Regions from separate parts of the Mus musculus genome. Here region 2 is linked to region 1. Evidence: chromatin contacts called from public Hi-C data. All regions are on one chromosome and are shown on one strand. Each heading gives the region's core, a stretch centred on a gene start, on an enhancer-like site or on the middle of the called end of the contact. The rest is flanking DNA. Distances are from core to core; before and after follow the strand shown.

Region 1 (6,187 bases), core at 1,088-3,587:
TTTTAATTAATGTTCTCTAACAGTTAAACGATAAATGTGTTACATTATAAATAAAATTTAAAACTATTTTAAGCGATGTATTGTTTACTTTTCTCTTACTGTCATAAAACACCATGATCAAAAGCAACTTCTGGAAGAAAGAGTTTATTTTGGCTGAAAACTCCAGGAGGAAAAGTTTCTATCAGGGCAGGGAGGCTGGGTAACTAGTGACTGGCATGGCAGCAGCAGCAGCAAGCTAACAACTCACATCTTCAAATGTAGGCATGAAGCAGAAAAGGTCAAATTGAAACAAGATGAAGCTCTCTAATCTCAAAGCCTACTCCCAGTGATATACATTTTTTAGTCAGTCACACCTCCACTGATCTCACACTTGGCCCTTCCCATTTCTGCTTTAGCTCCCAGGATTAAATGGAGATGTTATTTAGGCCTACCAAGACAGCCTGTCTAGTCTCAGAGAACCTCATAACAGCCCAGGTCACCACTGATTCTCTGACCCTTCCAACTCTGCCTCAGTGAAGACTCAACACTCTGATAGCCACCACGCATTTTCAACAGCCTGCAATTATTCATCTGCTTCCTTTATTTGGGAAGGAATTTGAGTCCCTGAAGTGTACAGGGAAAATACTCTTGACTCAAAGCCTTCAAGGGTATAGTGCCACTCTGGATTTAAACAAGCTTCTATTTATCTTGTCACTTAGTGGAAAATCAAAGAGCTAAACAGGTTACTTCCCCCAAACTGCAAACTCTGGGCTTCTTTACTAAGTCAACACTCCTCAGAAGTACACCTTTCCTCCAGAGAGTCTAAGAGGCTATTCTGTGATTGTGAGAGTGAGTTCGGAGCATAATTCCTTAATAGATAGTATTTCAATCCATTCTATGGTTCCTGGCAGGTGTGTGAGTGCTTCTCACTATCACCCCAATGTTCTGGATTCTCAAAAGAAGATACACACACATAGCCTTATATTTTACTTACCTTAAACAACATGACTGGGCCACTCCCTAACTCCCTAACTGTCTAACATATACAGTTCCTATATGATATTCCTGAGTTAATACTTACTAAATCTATATTTTTGTCTTTGCTCCACTGGACCCTGCTGTGCAGCTCTCCTGAAGCTGTTTTTGCCCTGCACTTACATGCTGGTGGTCTTACCCTCCTACACCCTTCCAGCCTGGTCTATCTCCTATGCCTTCATCATGGCAGAATCTCCTCTTCGGCCTTCCCTGGTCCCTTCCCTAGAATCCTAAAAGTCCTGCCTCTGTGTCTCTGTCCAGCCATTGGCTTTCAGTAACATTATTGACCAGTCAAAAAACAACTAGGGACAGGCTCCATTTAGTCCTATGTGCAGGACATTGCAAACAGGTTTTAAGTAACATAATTAGCACAAGAACACAACCTGCAGCAATTCCAACCTGGACACTCTGATTGAGTAACTCTAAATGGTCATGCTGCCACACCTGATCCAAGAAGGACCTTGGCAAACACTGGCAAGATCATGGCCACAATGCCTGGGAACATGCACAGCCAATATCAGAGGGCAAATGAGTTTCTCCAGGAAGTCTGTGACATTTCCGTAAAGGTAGTAACTAAGTTCTATAGGCAGAGTGATCAGTCTGGGCCAACAAGACAACTCAGCAGGTAAAGGTGCTTGTCTCTAAGTCTGATGGCTGAGTTTAATCCCTGGGACTCAAATAGTAAAAGGAGAGAACTGACTCTGGTAAGGTGTCCTCTTGTGAAGGTCCTGTGGTAAGACCTTCACACTTACACCCATGCCCACACAGAGTAACTTAACTAACGTAAAAAACAAAACAAAACAAAAAACAAAAAAAAACCTTGCTTAAAAAGTAACCAGTCTTCAACACTCTAAAAAGCTCAGAGTACATCTCTGCTGATATTTGGTTTCCTCACTTTATGTAAATATTCTAAGCTTTTACTCTATAATTTAAAAACAACCTATTTCCAATCATTGTCATGCATTACCATTAATGCAGTGTGTTGGCAAAGAGCTGGGTAAGTGGCCTTGGCTCCTGATAACAGTGTTTTTGGAGCTGTTTGAAAGAGAAGGGAACCAAGAGTGGCACCACGCTAGTGAGTGTGTACTCTTCTGCATTGCACAGAGGAGCACACATTGAGGTTGGTAGCATATTAAAAGGGAAATGAATGATGAGATTGGAAGTCCCAGCATTGTACCATTCGTGGACACCAGCAGCATTCACAAGCAGCTGCTTTATTCCTTTTGATCACAGAGAAGTTCGTGAGGAGTGGCTTTGCTTTATCTGTTAGAAGCTATCTAGTAAAAGGAGCACTTGCTAATGATTAACTAGAAATGGCTCTGAAGAAGATTTTAACACTCCCAAAATGACTGAGCAAAGTTCAAATGAGAAAGTGTTTGCCTGGAAGTATAAGGACTCAAGTTTGATCCCTCGGAACTTACCTAAAATCAGCTAGGTGTGGTGTTAGGGTAGAGTTCTCTTTTTCCCTCCCCCACTTCTGTGTGTGTGTGTATGTGTGTCTGTACATGTATGTATATAGTAAAAATTAATAATAAAAAAGAGGCCATGAAATTGAAAAAGGGCAAAGGAAGAGTTGGGAAGTAAAGGGGGAGATGAGATGATTATATTATTATCTCAGAAGAATAAAAGTAGTATAAAAAGGGAGACCACATAGACACACGGAAGCCAAGGTAGAGTCAGGCTCTATGGTGAAAAAGTCACAGCACCACAAAAGCTCAGCTTGTTTATTGCATACAGTTGTACAGGAAAGTTAATACACGCAGCTGAACAAGAAGGTTGGTTATTACATACAGAGAAACAGGAGGACGCGTCGCGTTGTTATACACATCTGAACAAGAAGACGGCTTAGCAAATCTCAGTATGAGTAATGGCTGTTGGACAGCAGTCTTCAGGACATAAACATCCAAGAGGAGAAGTCTATGCACACTGGCCACATCCACATGAAGAACTGAGGAAGGCTGTGTAATCCTCTGAGCCTCCCAGGAACACTCTGCTACCTCCACGGGCTGAGGCATTGGAATCCTTGACATGGCCATGTCAACAATGTACTTTTACGCCAGACTTGCTCCCAAAAATGCTCAACCTGGGAAGGGGGGGGGGGGGTATGGGTGAATGTGATCAAAATACATTATATGCGTCTATGGAATTCTTAAAAATTAGTATTTTTAAATTGCAATAAGACATAAAAGGTTAGAATTTTTTTCATTTAGCTTTACTTCTCCTTTTCCTTACCCAATCTGTTGAGATGATCAGGCACTGACAGAATCCTAAAACCTCAACTTACAAGCTGGTGTACAAAAAGTCAGTGAAAATGAGTGTTTTCTGTGCTACTGAATGCAGAATACACAGTTGCCTATTTTCAAAGTGCATATTGAGACCCTGAAGAAACCCTGTAACAGTCCATGAAACACAGGCCATTTATATTGTGTGTCTTCTTGTTCCTTCCCAGCCTTTGGCTTCCGGAATGTCAAAAACATGTAATTATCTTTGAGTTACTCTCTCAAACTGTGCCTTCAAACAAGCCCTTCAGTTTGAACTTGCAAATTTCTCAAAATAAAACTTCCTACTGGTGAAAATAAATGTCTTCATATACAATTATTGTCAGAAACAATTAACTCCATAACTCAATCAAATTGTGATTTTATTACCTATCAACAAACATACACCAGAATCTATTTTCAGCTTACTGTGGCCTACATAATAAGTAGCTAAAAATTCCTTCAAAAAATACATCCTCCAGCCCTCCACTAGATCACTGAGGTTGGATGCTAATACAAATAATGTTTGAATGTTTTGAAAAACATACCCTTTTATATAAGCTTTCTGACCAATGAACTTTCATGTCCGTGCAATAGTGCCTGACTTTCTACATAGATGCTGGGAGTCAGACTTCTGGTCCTCATCATCACACTTAAGTACTGAGCCATCTCCCCTGTTTGTGCAATTGGTTCTTATCTCTTCACCTACTCTTACTCTCAGGTAAAAACTTAATTTGAATTCTATTTTGAAACATGTATGTATTTACTTACTGTGTATGTGTGTACAAGAGTGTGTGTAAGAGACAGAGATAGAGACAGAGATGATTGACACATGTGTATGGAGGTTAGAAGAGAACTTGCCAGAGTTGGTTCTCTCCTTTTACCATGTGGTAAACTGAGGTCATCAGTTGTCACAGAATACCCTGAAGTCACCAGTTGTTACAGAATACACCTTTACTAGCTGAGGCATCTTGCTAGCCCCACCTTTTCCCTTTTAATATGTGTTTATATTGGGTGTAGGAATTCACCTTAAAAAAAAGTTTCCATGATACTCAAAGATTATTATCCTCAAGAGCTTTAAGGGCTACTCTTGTGTACCTACTTGCTAGGATGCTGATACATTTATAAGCACAGGCTATATTACCTGTCATGCATGTGTCAGATAAAACATGTAGCATTTTATGTCAAGATGTGCATGATAAGATTAGATGCTCAGAGCACTGAAATAAGCCATGATAATACCAAGAGAGCAATTTTTATTCAGCAGTTAAATTGAAAAGAGTAGAGAATAAGCCATAACCCTTGGTGAAACTGTTTCAGTTTTAGTCATATGATCTGCTACCTTTCCTGTGTGTTAATCATTAGTAAGACCTTCCTTTACCCAAAAAATTCACTCTCCCACATGCTAGCATTGTATCTGTAATCTCCACGTTTACCAAGGCTACTGAATCTGTAACAAAGACCTCCAAGAGCACAATGGCCCTCTCTATGTAATTTTAAGCAAATTAAATATCGCCAGTGACACTCAATGTTCTCACATGTCCTATGTGCCTAGGTTTCTAAGAATCATGTTATAAACCTTTGGCTGATTATTTTATAGGTTAATGTAATACTATATAAGCCTGTTCAGATAGTAATTAGCTGGATAAGATAACCCCTAGCAATATTACCTTGAGCTAGACTTCATTTCTTCCTCATAGGAAAGAAACTAGGAAGGAGATTTCCAGGATATAGCTTCCCAAATATGCACACAATGCTGGGTTTCATCCCTAGAACTGCATCAACCTGGCATGGTGGCACACTTCGTCACTTTTAGTACTTGGGAGGCTGAACAGGAGATCAGAAAGCCTTGAATACATAGAGGAACTCTATCTCAGGAAGAAAACAAATAATGACAAAAGTAAAAACAAATGAACAACAGTGAAACTCAAGCTAGGATCTTCCACTACGAAATGCTGTGGTTTTCCAGTTTTACAAATAAATGTATAACTATCCATAAAGTGATTTAACTACATAATATCTCTCTTGCTCTGCATGAAAATAAGAAAGTATTCAGCATGCTAATACATACATTTTTACTTTGCTACTTATGGTCAGTTTGATAAAAGAAATGTATTTTCTAGTATAACCAAGAGTCTTATCATGAGGTCATGTTTTTTAAAATAAACAAATGCCAAATCTTGGCTGAACTTGTTCAAACAAGTTAGAAATATTTAATCAAAAATTTATGAAGGAATTGTTCAGAAATGTTTAGGTTTTTTTTACTAAAAATAAACATAGAAAAGAGAAACAGGCAATGGCGGGTACATGGGGTGGAGTACAACGGTCGAAGGAAATAAATGAGAACAAAAAATTGTGGCACACATGTGTGAAGATGCCACAGTGAAATGCAATGCTTTCTGTGACAACTTGAAAAAACAACAAATGTAAATAAATACAAAGGGTTTTTAAAAGAAATAATAAAAACTCTTTACAAAAAAAAAAAAAGGTTTACTGAAAGAAAGTTTACAACAACAAAGACATTGAAATTTATCTTTCTATAAGCTGGAGAAGAACTGGATATATTACACTGGTGGATAGGATATTAGCAAAACACGGGTTTCCATCCTATGATTCTGTAAGTATCCTGTAGAATGAATCACTAATAATAGAATACTTTGATAAAGTTACTGCTATTTGCTATGAATTTGGTTTATATTATGTTAATTGGATTCCCAAATTACACAGCAATCCACATGTCTACATGTAAGATGCTATGGGTGCCTGCCCCCCAGTTGGCTCTAATTGGTAAATAAAGTTGCCAGCAGCTAATAGTTGGGCAGAGTGACAGGCAGGACTTTAGATTTCCCAGGGAAGGGAACCCAGTGAAGAAGAAGGATTTAGAACTGCCGTGCTAAGGAAACAGAAAGATCAGT
Region 2 (6,760 bases), core at 1,596-4,095, 210 kb after region 1:
CTGGTCAAAGAGATGGCTGTGGGGTGGGGAATGACACAAACTCATATAGAGAAACTATAGCTGTGGTTCTGCTAAATGGCTATAACGTGCTCATTGTGTTACCTTCTGAATAATAGCTTGTATGCCTATAGATTACTGTTGCTCTTAGCTTTCATCAGAGAAACTTCTTTTTACAATGGGCTGCACTTAATGGAGAGATTCATAGTCAAAGGTTGTTTGTTGAATACCCAGCCATAAACAGAATATTTATACCAGCCTTTTCACAGCTCAGAACTTTGCAGAAAGGAGAGTAAAAAGAAGCTAAGAACTTGAGGAAGGAGTGAAGTGTTGTGGGACCCTGCCCTCTGGAAATGACTTGGTCATGTCACTTCGGAACTCATAGTGGCTGGGATTATCTGAATAAAATCTGCACAAGATTGGCCCTATTATGATCCTGTCATGGAAGTGGAAGGGATTCATGACAATCTGCTTTTTCCTGAGGCAGGAAATGGTTGCTAAGGGAGAGAAGGCTAGGCTTCAATGATGAATAGTATAATGCTCGTGCTCCTATAAGCAACCCTAGCTAAACTTATTAAGAAACACAGAAAGGAAAGAGGGCATGAAAATAAAAGAGGCCTAGGAGAACAGAGATCATCATATGTGGGAAGGGGACATCAGAGGGTAATGATCGGTGGGTATAATAAACAAATGTCATAACAAAATACAGAATTGCACATAATTAATAAAAACATGAAAAGGGAGAAAAAGCCAACACAAGACCAAAAAAAAAAAAAAGTACAAAAAATATCAAGAATGAGACTTTTGCCAGGTCAGGCACAAGCCTGTAATCTCAGCTATTCAACAGGCAGGAGAATTACAAATTCAGGGCCTGTCTTGACTACAGTCTGAGTTCAAGGTCAGTCTGGGCAAGTAAGTGAGAATCTGTCTCCAAGTGTACAAAGTAAAAAGGGGAATGAGGGTATAGATTAACAGTGGAGTGTTTCCTAGCATCTCAAGGCCCTGCGGTCCACTGCCATTAAAACAAAGTTACACATATTTGATATGAGCGACTATTGAAAATGTATCAGTTCTGTCCAAGCTTTGTAACAGATACTAGGACCTGGAGGCAGGTTGTGGGACTGACTAGCCTAGATTTTAGTCTAGGCTTTGATTCTTTCTTTTAATCACTGGTCAGAGCATAAGAATCCTATACTTAAAAACAAGAAGAATTCAGTAGGCTTGTGAATACATTACTGCATAAATACTTCTTTTGTGTCCCTATTTTTTAAAATGTCTCTAGGGACAGGAGTGATGGCTAAGTAGTTAAGAGCACTTACTATTTTTGTAAAGGACCTGAGTTCAGTTTCCAGTAACCCCAGGAACATTCACACCATCTATAATTACAATCCTTGAGTATCCAATGCCTACTGCTAGCCTTTGTGGCACACACACCTTGTGCATACATACATATACGCAAACATTCATACACATAAAATAAAAACACTTTTAAAAGATTTAATGTCTCTACTTCCGATAAATAAATAGATTTGAAGAGGCATTGAAGAGGTCAGCTCAGAAGTTAGAAAATTCCAACGGACCCCGCCCCTCCTGGAAGAGAAAGGCCATAAAGAACATAGGCACCACTCCCCTCTGGAAGGGAGGGACTAATTACATTCCTCAGACCACGGAGAGGAGGGACCAACCACCAGAGCTTGTAGACACATTCTGAGACCGTTGGCCACCTCATTCCCTATAGACCAATCAGTTTAAAAATCACACTGTTCTGCCAATCATATTGTGCTTAATGGCAGTGGCCCTGAGAACTGTATAAAGGCTCACTGGATGGGCTGCGTGGGATCGTTCTCGTCCTATGTGCAGGGTGACCCCCAGCATGCTGAATTAAATAATATTCCTCTTGCTTTTGCATCGATTCCAGCTCCACGTGGTTCACCCAGGGGGGTCGTCAGTAAGCTAAGGCTTGACAGAGTCTTACAGCATCTTTATGCCACTAGAAACTATCTCACTGATGGATCCAAACTTCTCTGAAATCATTTTCTATTGTGTGTACAGAATTATCACCAACTCCAGTGGCTAAAGCAATAAATACGCAAGTATCACCTCCTACTTAGAGTCAGGTTGCTGGGAGGCTGGGAGAGCACATTGGAACATACGCTTAAGACCTCACAAGGCTGCAGTTAGGCATCAGGCAAGCTGCATTCAGGGTCAAGCTTTCTTCTAAGCTCTCTCTGAATGTCAGTCAAATCCTGTTCCTTTGGCAGAGGGCTAAGTCCTGGCTTTCTTTCAACTGTGTGCTTATCTTCCAGCCCAAGAGCATTTCATGGATGCTTCACTTTCTAAAGAGCTCATTTAGGAGCTGGGGGAATGGCCCAGTGGGTAAGAGTTCTTGCACTTAACTCTGGCATTGGAAGGGCCCAGACAAGCAAATTCCAAGAGCCAGCCAGCTTTGCTAAAATGTTTCCTGTAAAAAACTATAGGAAGACACTGAACATCTTGCTCTCACCTCTACATGTATACCCAGAGGCACACATTCATGCATTCCTATGCATACATTATATACATGAATAACAGAGGGAGTGGGAAAAGGAGAGGGAGAGAGAGAGGCAGTTATTATTTGGCTAGAAGTGAGGTACACAATTGAAACCCCAGTATTCAAGAGGCTGAGACAGGAAGATCTGCCTGAAGCCAGTTTGAGCTACATAGAAAGATCTTATCTTAAAACAAAACAAAACAAAACAGACAAAAAAAAACAAAGCAAAAGATACTTGTTATCTTAGCACTCCAGAGAAGACATGGCCACACAGATCCAGAGTCCAAGGTCTTTCAAGTGAAACTTGGCCACAGCAAGTTCCAAACAAACATGGCCTTTAAGAGACTCTGATTCGACCAAAACCAAAAAAACCAAAGACAGCCAACTAACTAAGCAAATCGCTGATTTGATTCAGTATGACCCACCTAGGACAACATTTGCCAGTCACCCAAGGACAGCCACTTATAATCTCATTCTGGAGCCTCAGAAATCTAGGCCTTTGTGTCCATCACTGTCAATATTCTCAGGTGGTGAGCTTGCATGCCACAGGACAGAATCTTAGGGAGCATTTTAGAATGCTTCCTACAGAGTTCTAAAATAGGTAAGAGTCTGTGACCTAGCTGTTTTAAATTTTATTTATTAGATATTTTCTTTATATACATTTCAAATACTATCCCTATACTCTCCCCCCCCCTGCTCCCCTACCCACCCACTCCCCACTTCTTGGCCCTGGCATTCCCCTTTAATGCCAGCCCTTTGTAGGCAGAGGCAGGCAGATTTCTTTGAGTTCAAGGTGAGCCTCACCAACCTAGCGAGTTCCAGTATATATAGAGTTATATAGTAAGACCTGTTCTCAAAAACAAAGCAAAAAAGTTGGGCGGTGGTGGTGCACGCCTTTAATTCCAGCACTTGGGAGGCAGAGGCAGGCAGATTTCTGAGTTTGAAGCCAGCCTGGTCTACAAAGTGAGTTCCAGGACAGCCAGGACTATACAGAGAAACCCTGTCTCGAAAACAAACAAACAAACAAACAAAAAGCAAAAGCCTATTGCTGTGTCAGGGGAGGGGGGGAGGATTCCTTTTTTCAGAAAGTTCAGTGTATCGGGCAGGGAGAATTGTTGGGCAGAACGGCTCCTGAGTGGCTGTCTGGGATGCAGAGGTGTGTCAGCTCAGCTTCCTTTCCCTTCTTCCATTCCGTCCGGGACTCCAGCCCATGGGATGGAGCTGCCCACGGTCAGGCTGGGAGCTTCTTCGCTTTTTCATAGACATACACTTAACAGTCTCCTAGGACATAGGTGATTCTGAGTCCGGTTGAGTGAATGACAATGAGAGTATGACTGGCTCCTACATGTGTTTGAGGACAAAGGTTCGCTTATAGATATGAGGGAGAGAGCAGTCAGAGGCATCTGGAACAGTCCAGACTGAGTGAGTAAGAAGGTGAAAAGGTTAAAGGTCAAGAGAGAGGACCAGGAGCCAAGAGCAGAGGACCAAGAGGTCAAGTGCAGGTTTTATAGAGGAAAGAAAAGTTGAGGAACGGGAATCCAAAGCCAGGCCCTGGGCTAGAAAGGTATAGGGTAGGGGGTGGGGTGAGAAGTGCAGAGAGGAGTCACAGGTTATTAAGTGAGCCTTGTCTCCAGTTTTTTTGAGCCCTGGCATTGAGTTGACAGTGAAGGGTTCCCATCATGTAATTAATTCATCAGCCTAGAGTGAAAAAAGATGAACAACTATGCTCATTTTCCCTGTAAATAATCAACTCCCAGAACATCATGCATAGATCTTGGGCTTAGGAACATCTGCCTTAGCTCAGAACTTGGTCTGGAGCTAGCAGCAATGGGGCAGCAGCTCTCATGAGGCTCTTTCTTCAGTATGACTTCATGGCAACAGCATTTCTCTTCGCTTCCTGTACGATCCCATGAGCCTTTATTAAGCCCATTGCAACTAAAACCAGCCTGGGTGAACTCGGTTATTTTCAGGTAAGAACTTTGAGCAGCATGGTAATTATAGCAAACTTGAAGCTAAGTAGCCTTGCTCTCGAGAAATGCTTATCTGATGATGTTTTAGAGAACTGTGGTCACATGAGAAGGAGGAGCTAGGCAAGTCTGGGAAGACCAAGTTACTAATTACCAAAAGTAGAAGTTCACATGGGGTAAAAAAAAAAAAAAATCCCGATTAGCTGTGCTCTACTATTATAGAAGCAAAGACAGGATGATAGTTAATTTCATGTGTCAACTTACCTAGATAAACTGTACCCCGATATTTAGTTCAGTGGAGGTCAGGGTGTGGCTGTGAAGTTATTAATTAATTAATTAATTTACATACTTGTGTATATGTATATGATGTATATGTAGTGGAGGAGTATACATATATACACATGGAAGCCAAAAGACAACCTTGGGCTTCCTTCCTCAAGTTCTGTGTACCTCTTCTTAATTTTTTACTTTTCTTTCTTTCTTTCTTTCTTTCTTTCTTTCTTTCTTTCTTCTTCTTCTTTTTTTTTTTTTTTTTTTTTTGGTTAATTTGTATGAGTGTACTTTCATATCTTTTGGGGGCTGGGTGCTGAAATTCAGTCTCTCAGTTCAGTGCCCTAGTGTTTGTCTAGCAGGATAGGGGAGTGATTCCTGAATCCCAGGATTTTGAGATAGATAGATAGATAGATAGATAGATAGATAGATAGATAGATAGATGATAGATATTTCTACCACTAAGTTTATAAAAGTGCATCAGCACAACCAGACTCTCTAAAGTTTTGTTTCATTATTTGTTTATTTATTTCCTTACTTACTTATTTAATGTGTATAAGTGGTTTTCCCAGAGTGTGTATGTGCACCACATGCAAGCCTGGTGCCTGAAGAGGTTATGGATTATCAGGAGTCACCTTGTAGGCACAGAAGTTGAACTCAGGTCCTCAGAAGACCAAGTACCTCTTCAGCCCCCACTGAATGGGTTCTGGGAATCAAATTCAGGTCATGGAATTTTCAGGCATATTGTTCGTTCATCATGTATCCACGGCTGACATCAAATTCCCTTTGTAGAATAAGATGACTTTTGAATCCCTGATCCTTCTACCTCTATTTTCAGAAGTGATTATAGGCGTGCATCACCAGGCCAGTGTTATGCAGAGCTAAGGAGAGAATTCAGGGCTTCATGCACACTAATCAAGTACTCTGTCAATTAAACTTTGCCCTAGATCCTCCTGAAGGCTTCTTCTTTCTTTTCTTTTCTTTCTTTTTTCTTTTTTTTTTTTTTTTTAGTACTATATTGGTCTGCTTTGAGTCCCTATGATAGATGGGCTCCTCAAAATCATTTACAACCCCAAGAGAAAAAGATCCACTGCAATGGAAGAAGGAGTTCGGCCTTCAGACTGCCTTCAGAGTTTGAACAGGACTCTCTCTCTTGAGTCTCCATCTTATTATCATGCTTTACAGATAGATTCAAATTGGTAGAACTGATAAAAGCAAGAGGCAGTTCTTTTGAAATCTCTTCCCATACTCTCAGATAAAGCAGAACTGTGACTAATCCAGACAGGCAGACGATTTAGCCATGACCTGGGTTGGCTTAGAGAACTATATGTTCTCTAAAAAGAGTGCCTTGTGTTCTTGTGGCCACAGGGCTGTGGAGACTGAAATTATGACACTGTGTTATCTTTTGGGTTGTTGAATTACAACATTCCTGAGTTTCAGCACCTCCTAATTTCTCTAAGTATCTCCCAGTCAGTGAATGATTAGATGGGACAGTGCAGGAAGTTGGGTGACTCATAATGTTCAAATTCCCAAATCCTTCTAGATTTCCCAGACACAAGCAGTCCTTTTTGATTTGTCTGATGAGGCCATGCCAGTCTCTCTTGTGTCCCAGGCAACAGTCCAGACTGGCAGTTGCCTCTTCCCATGCCTTTTCCAGGAGAGCAAAGCTCTTAGCCCATAATGATATGACCTGCCATCCTGACTAGAGTCTGTCATGCTGCTATGGATTAGATCTGGGCTTTCTCCAAAGGCTCATGTGTTGAAGGATGGTTCGCAATGCAGTGGATTTCAGAGGTGTGGCTTTGGATCTTCACTGGCTCATAAGTACTTTGACCTCTTTAGTATCTTATGCCATCAATCTACTGTAGTCTAAGGACTATCCAGGTGTGATACTGACAAGGAAGTGGATCCAATGTGAAGAAGCAGGACCCTGGTAACCTGCCCTGGTTTATGTTTCTCAGACTCAGACACAGTGCAGACAATGACCAACAGACTG

Evidence for each region. Hi-C and Micro-C count contacts between places; a contact is called where the count stands out from the background.
Region 2: a Hi-C map of liver shows a contact between it and region 1, with 4 times the contacts expected there. The contact joins two enhancer-like sites. A contact is called at or near these places in 5 of 484 Hi-C or Micro-C datasets (conventional type 1 dendritic cells, granulosa cells, liver and 2 more).

Annotation. Positions count from the first base shown.
Region 1 is chr3:21,790,129-21,796,315 of GRCm38.p6, forward strand. All of the region lies in intron 1 of 7530428D23Rik (RIKEN cDNA 7530428D23 gene), which reads right to left. Among named protein-coding and RNA genes, the nearest start is that of 7530428D23Rik, 7.5 kb to the right of the region's middle. Within about 2 kb of position 2,338, at least 13 of the 459 cell types and tissues checked have an H3K27ac peak or open chromatin away from gene starts, as enhancers often do. A contact at or near this core is called in liver, where this site is marked.
Region 2 is chr3:22,004,011-22,010,770 of GRCm38.p6, forward strand. No RefSeq gene overlaps it. Among named protein-coding and RNA genes, the nearest start is that of Gm31813, 43 kb to the left of the region's middle. Within about 2 kb of position 2,846, at least 24 of the 459 cell types and tissues checked have an H3K27ac peak or open chromatin away from gene starts, as enhancers often do. A contact at or near this core is called in liver, where this site is marked.